Regions from separate parts of the Pan troglodytes genome. Here region 2 is linked to region 1. A link is a contact called in public capture Hi-C data. All regions are on one chromosome and are shown on one strand. Each heading gives the region's core, a stretch centred on a gene start, on an enhancer-like site or on the middle of the called end of the contact. The rest is flanking DNA. Distances are from core to core; before and after follow the strand shown.

Region 1 (5,534 bases), core at 665-3,164:
GCAGAAGCAGTAGAAAAGAGATCCACATACATATTTGGTTTCTTGCCTTGACCTCCAGGGACCTAAGGCAAGCAACCACTGCGATAATGAGCAGAATCAATAAAGCAAATGATTGCCTGAGAATTCACTCCAAAGCAAGGAAATAAAACATTTTCCAAGCTGGTAGGGCATCAGTGGCTGCAGATCAAGTGAAAATCCTGAAGAGCAAGATTAAAAAAAAAAATAAAGTGACTTACCATCTTTTTAACAGTGTCTGCCTTTGACCTCCTTGGGCTGTTTTGCACAATATCTAAGCTAGGGGCTGCAGATAAATAATTTCTTTTCTTTTAAAAAAGTAATTATTCTCATTTTAAGCTTCATTTTAAAATAATGAAAGCATAGATGATAGTACCTTACTCACAGGCATAGAAGTTTTCTTTAAAGATTTTTAAACTCAGGGCTGACACTGAGCTTGGTGCTGTATTTTATTAAACAGGAGAACCTTTTTTCAAATTAAGATGATCCAGTGAACATATCATTTGATTACCACAGCTAGAATAGGGACTGTACGTAGCTACTTGCGTCTGTTTAGCTGTTGGAGACCTTGGGGGCTGCCTCGTAAAAAGACCTGTTTTGTTGGAAGCTTTTCTTTCACTAAGTGCATGGGTTGGAATATGTTAAACTGTTCTTCAGTGAACAAAATCATAAAAATATGTGAGCATACAAATAGAGGATTCGTGTTTGAGATCTCATGAGGTTCATTGTACTTCCAAGACAAGCTTTCTTTTTTTTAAGGTGCCAGCAAAATGCCATGGTATTTTATTTTTGTCTCCGGTAAATTGCTCTGGAAACTTAAACAAATTAAACATCCTGTTTTGTGTTTCCGAGACTCACTGGGGAAACTCAGTCTCTTTAGTCTGAAGTTTCAGGAGGGAAGGAACATCAGAATATAAGATATTGTTTATAATCACCTTTTTGAAATGGTTATGCCTATGCTGGCGTGAAGGGAGGTACATGGGCCATTCAGTATCATCTCGAAGAAGCAGTTCTGTTCATTATCTAAAGAAAAAGAAAACAAATGTGAAGTTTTTAGAGGTGTAAGAGTGTGTGTGTGTGTGTGCGTGTGTGTGTTCTGTAATGCTGTACAATGCAAAATCTGTTCTGTTACTGTTCATATTTTAGAAATTGATTTTTAATATAATAGTTATACTCAGTTAAAATCCATTGTTCAAGCCAGTTTGAGACAAATTTAAAAGTAAATCTTCATAAAGGAATAATTAATGATCATCATTCCAACCAAGGCAACATGACAGAAATTAACAACTAAAACTTAGGAGTTGCCTTTGGAATTTAATGGGGCTCTGTCTTTCTTGAGTTCCCAATTACTGAAAAATATTTTCCTCCATTGCCCATGTTGGTTAAATGGAAACAGCTACCCTTCCCTCCCCAACATTCAATGGATTTTTATGGATCACAGTATTGCTTCCCTTTGATTCCTTCCTGCTTAGAAGAATGAAACGGTCTGGAAGGCCGGACAGCTGGGCTTGTGCCCCTCGACCTGAGGGGTAAAATTAGCTTAAGTGGCTAATTTTAGTGCTTTCTGCTTTCAATGGGGTCTTCTTGACAATAGGAACTGTCTGGCTTGGTTGCTTTTCATGAAAACATCTTAACCTTCCCCCCTGCCCCTACCTGCTTGAACTCTCAGTTGAAATATTACATTTAAAGGCCAAACAGAACCCAAATGAATGGATGATAGCAGCACCTTTCAAATGTCACTTAAAAAAAAATCTATGAACTGAAAGCTCAAGTCCTTTGGGAAGGAACAGAAATGAACTAACTGTCACCTTTCTCCTCCCTCCTCCCTCTGCAGAGATATGGGCTTTCACTTTCTCTGCTCTCTCTCCCCATTTTCTCCTTCCCTTCTGTCCTCCCCGCCACTGCCTCCCACACACACCTGAGAAATATGAAATTCTGGTTTGGGTGTATGCCTCGGAGGCTGAACTATGCAAGAAGTGTCATCCGTGGAGGTGTTTCCTTTCGGAATGTCATTGTTTAACTTCAGGGTCCTGTTATTTTTGTGTGAACGAAATGTCAGAAAAGAATTTCACCATGTAATTTCCTAGGCATTGACAGGCCTTTGCCATCTGTCAGTGGATCGTGGTTTTACCTTTGGTTCCCTGCCATGTTTAGGGTTTTGACCTATTCCTTTGAGTCCTGGTAATTTTACCTCTCAATATAGCCTCTGATGGAAGCCTCTGCTGCCAAGTGTGACTTTTGTAACTTTAGGGAAGGAAGTGATTTCTTTGATAGACTGCTTATTATTATTTTTAAAACCTCGAGTGTCAAGAATCCTGTCACTTGTAGAGTGTTGGCTTGTGATTAATCTCGTGTGTATTATCTATTTTCGTCCTCAGTGTTTGCCCATGAAAAAGGGCTGCATTGCACAAAAGTCTCAGCTTTGCTTTTGAAATGTAGGGCTGAGCTCTGTTTGCTGAAAGAGGTAGTTTAGAGGAGAAGAACTGGTGTAGGAAGAGAAAAAAATCATAATGGTTTTTATGAGAACCCAAGTTTAATTGGAAAGAAGGAAAACTGAAGTTTTTCATTCCCTACATAGTGAAGATTCTGAGAAATCCTATTGCTCTGAAGTCAGAAGATGGATTTTATAAAGTACAAGCAGATTGTCTTTGAACTGAATTTTAAAGCTCTGCTGTCAGAGTTGACAAGTTCCCGAATTCAATTTTCAAACTAAAACTTAGAAAACTGGGGAAGACACTGTGTCTCCTCAGTAGCTTATCAAAAGAAATGAGGTGGCAGCTCCCACTGCTGTCTCCGGCTGGCCAGGCAGAAGGAGGCAGATGCAGCCCCGTCAAGTTATCTCCGCTCCCTCTCATGGATCATGCGTGTTTGAGAGAGGCTTCGGTATGAGCTCAAGCTGGCTGAGATTGGAGGATCATAACAGGCAGACAGGCTTCTCCCCAAGAACAGGGAGAGTTTTACCATTTTCAGAGGAGCTTTAAGCACCAGTGATCCTTGCCCAAGACCTATTGGTCTTCACCTTTGGCAGATAAAGGATAAAGATGCATAGATATTAGCACACTAGTTGCTTTACTAGGACAGTGGTAAACTGTAGAATTCCAGGCACTGCCACCACCAGGGCTCTCATCTTTCTTTTGGGAAAAATATTAGCTAGTTTTGGCTCCTAAGTTCTCAAGATCTTCCTTATGTATGGAGGCAATAACTAGTTTTCCTAAAAAAGAAAACATGTGCAACTACTATATTAATATTAATACAAGCAAATGTTAAATATTTATAATGTGCCTTAGAGCCCATTTAAACCTAATATCAATCCAGTGAAGTAGTTAGTATCATCGACATTGTGCCGGGAGTGAGTTTACTCATGATTTCCTAACCAGTAAGCAGCAGTGCTGGGATTTTGACCCAGCTCCCCCTGACTCCTGACCTTGTCCTCTTAACAAGGGTTTTACACACTCATTCAGGTACTTGGACTATTTCTGTCCCTTGGCTCCAATATTCCTCTAGGATCTCAGTGTTCTCTCCCGAGTCAAAGGAACCTGAATAGCAAACAAAGGAAGGCAGCCAGTTTGGAAGATTCTCTGGGAAGTTATTTGGGGCCAGGGTTGAAAGTGGTACATTACATTAATACATAATTCTGCATTATACTGTAAAACCACCACCTAAATAAGGACAATGACGAGCTCAGTGGTAGAATTTCTTCCTACAGATTTTTTTCAAAAGTAAATGAATACCACGACCTTTTGAATACTCCAGGTTATGTGATTCTATTAATTCTTAGATTTCCACAGGCTTTCATTTTGTATCCATTTGGTATCTGAAAATTCAGATTTATTAGTTACTTTATTTCATTTTTGTTCCTGTAACTGTTACAAAAACTTATTAGATTAAAATCTAATTACCTGAAACTCTCAATTAACCAGACTTCCCCCCACCTTTTCCATACTTCACTTTTAAAAGAAAATGGAAAACCACAGAAAAAATAAGCTCATATCAGCGTGTCTTTTAAAGGTTAAATATGGCCTATGGTCTTATGCCTTTTTGTTAGTTGTTAAAATATGAGCGTATTTCTTTATGATTTTGAAATGCTTGGTCTATTGCAAAGTCTGCTAAAAACATAAATGTGATTGTTTTAGTAAGGGTAAACTAATGTCTGTGACAGAATCCCTGCACTTCAGTAGCTCAACTGTAAAAGTTGATGTCTCATTCACCCACAATCCAATGGTAGTTGGTGGTGGTGGTTGCTCTGTTCCACATACTCATTCGGGTACCTGGGCTATTTCTGTCCTGTGGCTTTAATATTCCTGTAGGATCTCACCGTTTTCCCCTAAGACTAAGGAACCTGACTGGCAAACAAAGGAAGGCAGCCAGTTGGAAGATTCTCTGGGAAGTTATTTGGGGCCAAGTTTGGAAGTGGTACACAGCTTTTCCATCTAGATTTCAATGGCCAGGGCCCAGTCACATGACCCCGCCTAACTGCAAGGGCGACTGGGAAATGTAGCTTAGCTCTGTACCCAGGAAGAAAAAAGGATAGGGTTTGGTATCCACCTAGCCCTGTCTCTGTCATAGCAGTAATGTTACAGTTCTTCTGGAGTTCTTATGGGCGTTCCAATATTGTGAACCATCTTAGAAAAATCCAGTTATCATCAAGATTAATGGTTTCCAAAATCTGGATAATTAAAAAATATCTCTGAAACTTCACTTAGACCCACACAGAATCAGGATGGGCATGGGGCAGGCCAGGATAGATGCAGGCCAGGAATTTGCATTTCTCAGAAGCTCTGATCATGATTCAGATATAGACAGTCCAGTGTCGTTTGTTGTTTGGGAATCACTGATCTAGATGATGTGCTGGATAAGGCAGCAATACAAGTTAACTCATTTCAAGAAGATGTAGCACAAAGGACTAGGAGAACAGAAGAGTGATCTTTAGTTGCTTAGTAAAGTAAATTAACCCAAACCCTTGTTTACACCAATTATTTGAATTAATCAAGACTTTGAATATATGTTCTGCGATCAGCTGTTTTGAAAGTCCATAGAGTGTTTCCTAGATAAAAGTGCTTCATTTCCCAGTGAAACACTCCTTGCAAGAAGAGATCCACCCTAGATATTAAGAACAGACTGCCTATGTTTTATTATAATTTTGAAAGAAACGCCCATGTCTTATTTCAATCTTTTTCACCCTCCTATGAAGCACAATTATAAATTCCTAGTCACTTAAACTACCCCGGTAGAGGTGAGGCAATTGTGGTAGTGAAACTGTTTTCTGAAGCAAATGTCATTGGGTTTTAAAAATCGAATAGTATATTTCCTATTTTTGGTCTTTAAGTATATGGAGTTGCCAGTTTGTTCTATGCGTGAAAAATAGGTTGAAATGTGTTTTGAAATGCTTGGGACCAGAAGTGTTTTGGATATTGGAGATTTTCAGATTTTGGAATATTTGCATATATATCATGAGAGATCTTGGGGATGAGACCCAAGTCTAAACAAGAAGTTCATTTATGTTTCATGTATACTTTATA
Region 2 (6,118 bases), core at 1,275-3,774, 150 kb after region 1:
AAGACTCACCATAAAATTTCTTCTAAGAAGCAAAGCTTATTTGCTAAATAGATTAAAAGGTGATTTGGTTCACAGAATCATTTTGTTTACACAGAATTTCAGGACAGATAGCCATTGCATAAAACTGAGGCAAACTTATAATTACTTTACCAAATAGCCTGGAGTGCCATGAGTTAATACAACTCCCTAATAAGCTTAATTCATACCCAGGAAGTAGCCTGAATTTAAGTTTTGGTAGAAGGTATTAACAGAGCATGTCCAAAAGATAATTAACTGCCCATAGTCATCAATTTGGTTACCCCCGGAGGAGTCTCACTGTCATCTCTACTCATCTGTGGATTTATTTATGAATAATGAGTCACTACAAACAGAATGATTAATCCATAAAAAGGAGAAATCTTGGAATTTAGACTGGCTCTCTTTCCAGAGTAAGTTTTCTTAAATGAGATTTTTCAAACATGAATGAGCTTTAGGGAATTCTCAAACACTGGAAATTATAAGCTAAACTTTGTATATGTGTATTTTTTGTGTGTGGAGAAGATCCGTAACTCTGATTGGATTTTTCAGAGGGATCCATGACAACTCGCCCCTGGCTCCCCCAAAAAAGTCACTTCTTATTTTCCCATGAATGAGCTTCAGGAAGTTCCATGAGCCTCTTTGATTTGTATCACAATCTTCTTTGTCACATATACCCAGAACAAAGCCAACTAAGGTGCCCAAACTCTCAGTCACCTTCATTGCCCCTCCTTCACTCTCCTCTACTTTGTCATTAACATTTACCCATTTTGGTTCTGAGAATTTGACTTTATACTGAATTTCATTAATGCATTTTCTTGAGTATTTCACCTTTTGAGGCATTTCTGCCTATTTTTATAAAGACCAGTTTGGATTGTGCACTTTACAGGCATCTGAGCGCCTTGAGTGAAATTGTCTCGGGATCATCTTGCAGTCATCTGCACCTTGTACAAATTCCTCCTTTCAGAGTCCTGGTGGTCATTTAGAGATATATTATACAGACATATTATACAGTGTGACCTTCCTGATGTCTACTAATTCAGTGAGTGTGAATTCACCTGTATTGTTCTCATTGGTTTATCTTTGCTATATTTTTTCTTTCTGTATTGAAGATTGAATCACATAACAGAGTATCACTGGTACTGTATATCTTTTTATGAGCGTTATCCTAATGCTAAAACAGAGAAGAGCTCAAAAAAAAAAAAACCTAAAATGAGCAGGCAAATAACCATTTAGTGGCCTAATTAATAAAGAGAAATCACCGTGTTGGATTATGCTATGATAATGAATGTTGACTATTGAGAAAATTGAGCCCATTTTAATGGGATCTGATGTTGTTTTAACATAAATGCCTGTCAGTTTGGAGGTTGGGAACACGAAACTTTTTCTCATTGAAATTGTAATAATATTTTTGACAAATAGCCCTACAGATTTATTTTCAGGAAAAATTATTCTCCAAAAGATGGTACAAGACTATTTTGTCCTTGTTCTGTCTAGAAGGACTTGTTTCCAATGTTTTTTGACCCATGACTATAGCTACCCATCTAGTTTTAGGAAAAAATTTAGTGTGCAGTGTATACAATGGCCCATTCTTCCTAGTGACAGGCAAGTGACTCTTTGTTATTGTTAATTATGTCTCTAAAAATCTCACACTGTAAACACGAATACCAAAGGGAAAAATGAGGATCAATGATTGTCTTACAGAACTTTAGGTAGATAAGTTCCCTCTTTCTCTAGAATGCCCTAATTTTCATCAGCATCAACTAAAAGTGCCAAAAATACAGGCATAAATCTATTGGACATGTGTGTGCATATGTGTACGTGTGTGTGTGGGTTGTGTGTGTGTGTAAGATGAGGTTAATTTAGCAGGATTGAGAAGCGGAAACATTGTTATTGGCTCCAAGGTGCTGCAGGAAGATTTTGACAGATGCTGTTTACTGTCATCAGAGATCTGACTCAAGCTTTCCAGAGAAAGGTCATTAGTGACACCCAACAAATCACTTTTGTGTTGTGGCCAATGCGAAAGTCAAATGGAAATTGTTTCTAAAAGTCAATGAGAGCCCGGCTCACTGTAAGTTTGGTTAAAATAACTTTTCCAAAACTTATTAGTTTATGTGCTAAAAAGCCATGACCAAGAGTGAAAGAATGAAAGAGGAAAGCTCTGGCTTTGGTAAACACTGTGGAAACAAAGGGCCAGGAAGAGAAATGTTTTGCAGGGCAAAACATTTTCCCGAGCCAGGCCAGATTTTCCCGAGCCAGGCCAGTGCAGCACCCTTCATCTCCATCTCAGCAATGTGGACGCTTAGCACAGAAGGCTGCCAGCTCAGCTGGACACAGCCTGCTAGCCACGGCTGCTAGCTCAAGCATAAAGACTGAAGAGAATTGAAGGCTGTGATTAGGAAATTGAAGACTGGCTGAAAACTTGAGATTTCCTGCACTTAGCTGGGGGGGACTCGTGAGAGATTTGATTAGAATGCACACAGAGAGGCCAACTCCTTTGTCTCTCCAGTTCCATATTGGACTGAAGTGGTAGGGTGCATTCCAGTGCCCTTATTGGATTTGTCTCTGAAGCTTTAAAGCATTCAAAAGTAAAATCCCATTGATCTGAAAGGTCAGGAGGGGCTGAAGAAAGATTACAGGTTTAATTTCCAGCTCTGGGTGACTTCCCATTCATAGTACTTTACCTCCGTGACAGTACCTCATCTCTAAAAATGGGAGAAATGAATGTAAAAAAAAAAAGAAAAAAGAAAAAAGAAAAATTCCTCAGAATCAATACTAATGAAAAAAAAAACATGCTAAGTATTTCCAAAATAATTTAGTAAAAATGGGACATTTTTAATATTGTTTCAACCTAAATCCTATAGAACTTACTACCATAAAGAAGGAAAAGTAAGACAAGAAATTGTGTGTGGTAGTACATTCTGGTCAGTGTGGACATAAGTGTTTTTTAATAAAGGGGAAGGGGAAGTCGGGGCTTCACCATAACTTTAGATCCATACAATGAAATTCACATATCTAAAAGGAAAAATAAAATAAAGAGGTATAATTTTTATTGAAAAGGGGAAAAGACCAGGACTAGATAGGAGAGATTAAAGAAAATTGGACTAAATTACGTAGATGAAGACTAAATCAGAAATGCCAAGAAAGAGTCTACTGTGACTCTGGGTGGCTGGTGACAGGGATGTGGCAAGATGTGAGTGAAGTGTGTTAAATGTGGCTTCCCAATCTCTGGGAGCCCCGATGACAGCAAGATGCTTTCCTCTTCACCTCGCTGAATTTCCTCAAAGTTAGCCCTTTGATTAATTCTGCCAATTTAGTGTCCTGCCAGAGTCATTTTGATTTAGTGACATTTTAAATCCATCTCCTGTGTTTTCTTCCTCCTTCAGTCTAAAGTTAGCATAGCCATAACACTTTGATGTAGAGTTGCCCTGAGCTTCTGAGCCTCAGAGCCCCAGCAAAATCCCTAATGTGGCACATCTGATTTTCCTAATATAGAGGAAGGCAGAGCTGAAGCGCGTCTGTAATGGAAAACATTTTACATAGTAAATACGAATGGCCCTGCTCTCTCCTAGGTCACATTTCATATTTAACATCAATTTCATATGCTGGCCTTCCTTTCTTTTCTCTCCACTCGGCACTTTCACATCAGGATTCTTTCCCATCATTTCTAGCTAAATCAGTTTCCACATTGGTGATGGCACAGTACTGTTTATGTCCTAACAGCCTATTTATAACAGGGTGGTGCATTGCAAAATGCCAGGAAAAAATGAAAAAGCAAGAAAAGAAGATGTATGCTATTCATAATTATGTCCCCAATGCCTAATGTTCCTGCCTACATTGCCCATCTCTGTGCCTGGCCTGCCTTAGGTGCTGAATACATATTTTTTTCCAATTGAACAATTTCATCTAATGATAGAAGTACCAATGACTGAAATTAATAACAAAACACAAGTTCCCAGAACCATTTTTTAAAAATTAGATGTTTCTGAATTTGGGGTTGGGGGAAGATATTTATAATCTGTACTCACAGATTATATAATAAGCACCTACGTTGGGGAAAGCTATGCACTTCAATTTGGGGACCATCTCTGTTCATTCCATGCTTCTTGGGGTAATTACAAACGATGGGAAGAATTTCCTGCCTCCATTTGGTCAGTGACATTATCAGCGCTGTCTAATGTTACATTTCCCTTTCCTGGTATTCCTTTTCATATTTAACAATGCTTTCTGTCTTTCAGCCTCTTATGCCAAAGCCATCAAGTCAATCCTATGCTTATTATTTTTTACTCTCACCCCCATCCACTGCATCAACCCATTCTATGTTTCTACCTTAAACTATCCAGAATGCAATTGATCGCTCCACCTCCACGGCTGTGAACAGCGTTCACCCTCTCTAGTCTGGAAGATCACAGTGGCCTCCTAACAGGTCCCCATTCATCTTTTCTCAGCACAAATAGCCAGGGTGCTTCCTTAAAACACATTTAAGTCAGGTCCTGAGACTCTTCTGCTCAAAACAATTTACAGCCCTCCACCTCACGCAGACTAAAAGCCACTTTTTAGAGTGGACTTGGACCAGGTCCACGTTTTCTGTGGGACTTCATCTTGGGCCTCCTCTACCTTGGTGCCACACTTTCACTCTCCCTCGTCCCACTCTTCTCCGGCTATATTTGTCCTTGTTGGTCCATGACACGTTCTCCTATTCTGCACCAGCCACTCCTACCTGAATGCTCTTCCACATCTATTTCCACGGGGCTCCTTTGCCTCCTATAGATATTTGCTCAGATATCACCTTCTCCATCCATCCCTCTCTGATTGCTGTATTTAAGATGGTTCCCTCCCGACATTCCTGTCTCTGCTTTACTATTTTTCATATCACTTATCGCCATGTGATATACTTACATTGTACTTATTTATATGTTAATTGTAGGTCTCCTCCACTAGAAAGTGAACTCCATAAGAGCTGAGGGCTTTGTTTTGCCTGGTGTGTTCCCTGCTGTCTCTCCGGAACTGAGGAGAGAACTGACTCATTAAATATCTGCTGAATGAATGAATGAATAAATGAATACTTTCCCACTGTTTTGACCAAGCTGTGATGTTTATCTTGATTAATTTACCTTTTACAAGACAATTGGACTGTTTCCTTCTCTAAAATAGCTTAATAGTATGATTTAATATATGTTTAAAAGTATATGGCAGAACTCTACCAGGCCTGTCCTCCTCAAATAAATGCAGTTCTCAGTGTAATTACTTTAAGCTTCATGGGAATCAGAACTATTGATCTAGAATTGCACGCTTCTTTATCAAACTGCCTTAAAAAGTTATTGGTACTCTTTTTTCTTTTACTTTTTCTTTTTCTTTTTTTCTTTTGAGATGGAGTTTCGCTCTTGTTGCCCAGGCTGGAATGCAATGGCATGATCTCTGCTCACTGCAACCTCCACCTCCCGGCTTCAAGCGATTCTCCTGCTTCAGCTTCCCGAGTAGCTGAGATTACAGGTGACCACCACCATGCCTGGCTAATTTTTGTATTTTTAGTAGAAACGGGGTTTCATCATGTTAGCCAGGCTGGTCTCAAATTCGTGACCTCAGGTGATCCACCCGCCTCGGCCTCCCAAAGTGCTGGGATTACAGGCGTGAGCCACTGAGCCTGGCTTCTATTTTCTTTCTGAGCCAATATACTCAGACTTCTCATGCATGGAAGTATAGAGGAATAACCACATGGCCTGGGTATCAGAGAGAAAAAGATGCAAGAGGTTATAAAAGTGGTTGAAAATATGATTATGGTAATATCTGTGCAGATAAACTAGCTGTAGTTGATCTTTTATTATATCTAAGGTACATCCCAATTTTAAAAAATTATTACAATGTGTAAGCCCTGAAAGATATTAGTTAAATCATTATGTCAAAGGTGGAATTATTATGCGAAGGACAAGCATAAAGTCTTTCCTGAACACTTGTTGGCATTATTGGCTAACCGGAAAAAGCTGTAACAATATTTCTTATAAACAATAGTTACCAAAGAAAAGTAGACCCCTTCAAGAGCTGACTGCTCTTGAAAGCCCATTAAAGAACTTACTGCATACTACAGTCCACTAATAAGCCGAAT

What was found. Capture Hi-C pulls out chosen DNA fragments and counts their contacts.
Region 2: a capture Hi-C map of stem cell-derived neural stem cells shows a contact between it and region 1, with 3 times the contacts expected there. The contact joins two enhancer-like sites. A contact is called at or near these places in 3 of 7 Hi-C or Micro-C datasets (induced pluripotent stem cells and stem cell-derived neural progenitor cells) and 1 of 1 other capture datasets (stem cell-derived neural stem cells).

Annotation. Positions count from the first base shown.
Region 1 is chr10:103,828,482-103,834,015 of NHGRI_mPanTro3-v2.0_pri, forward strand. No RefSeq gene overlaps it. Among named protein-coding and RNA genes, the nearest start is that of NEDD1, 89 kb to the left of the region's middle. Within about 2 kb of position 1,915, at least 1 of the 24 cell types and tissues checked has an H3K27ac peak or open chromatin away from gene starts, as enhancers often do. A contact at or near this core is called in stem cell-derived neural stem cells, where this site is marked.
Region 2 is chr10:103,976,232-103,982,349 of NHGRI_mPanTro3-v2.0_pri, forward strand. No RefSeq gene overlaps it. Among named protein-coding and RNA genes, the nearest start is that of NEDD1, 240 kb to the left of the region's middle. Within about 2 kb of position 2,525, at least 4 of the 24 cell types and tissues checked have an H3K27ac peak or open chromatin away from gene starts, as enhancers often do. A contact at or near this core is called in stem cell-derived neural stem cells, where this site is marked.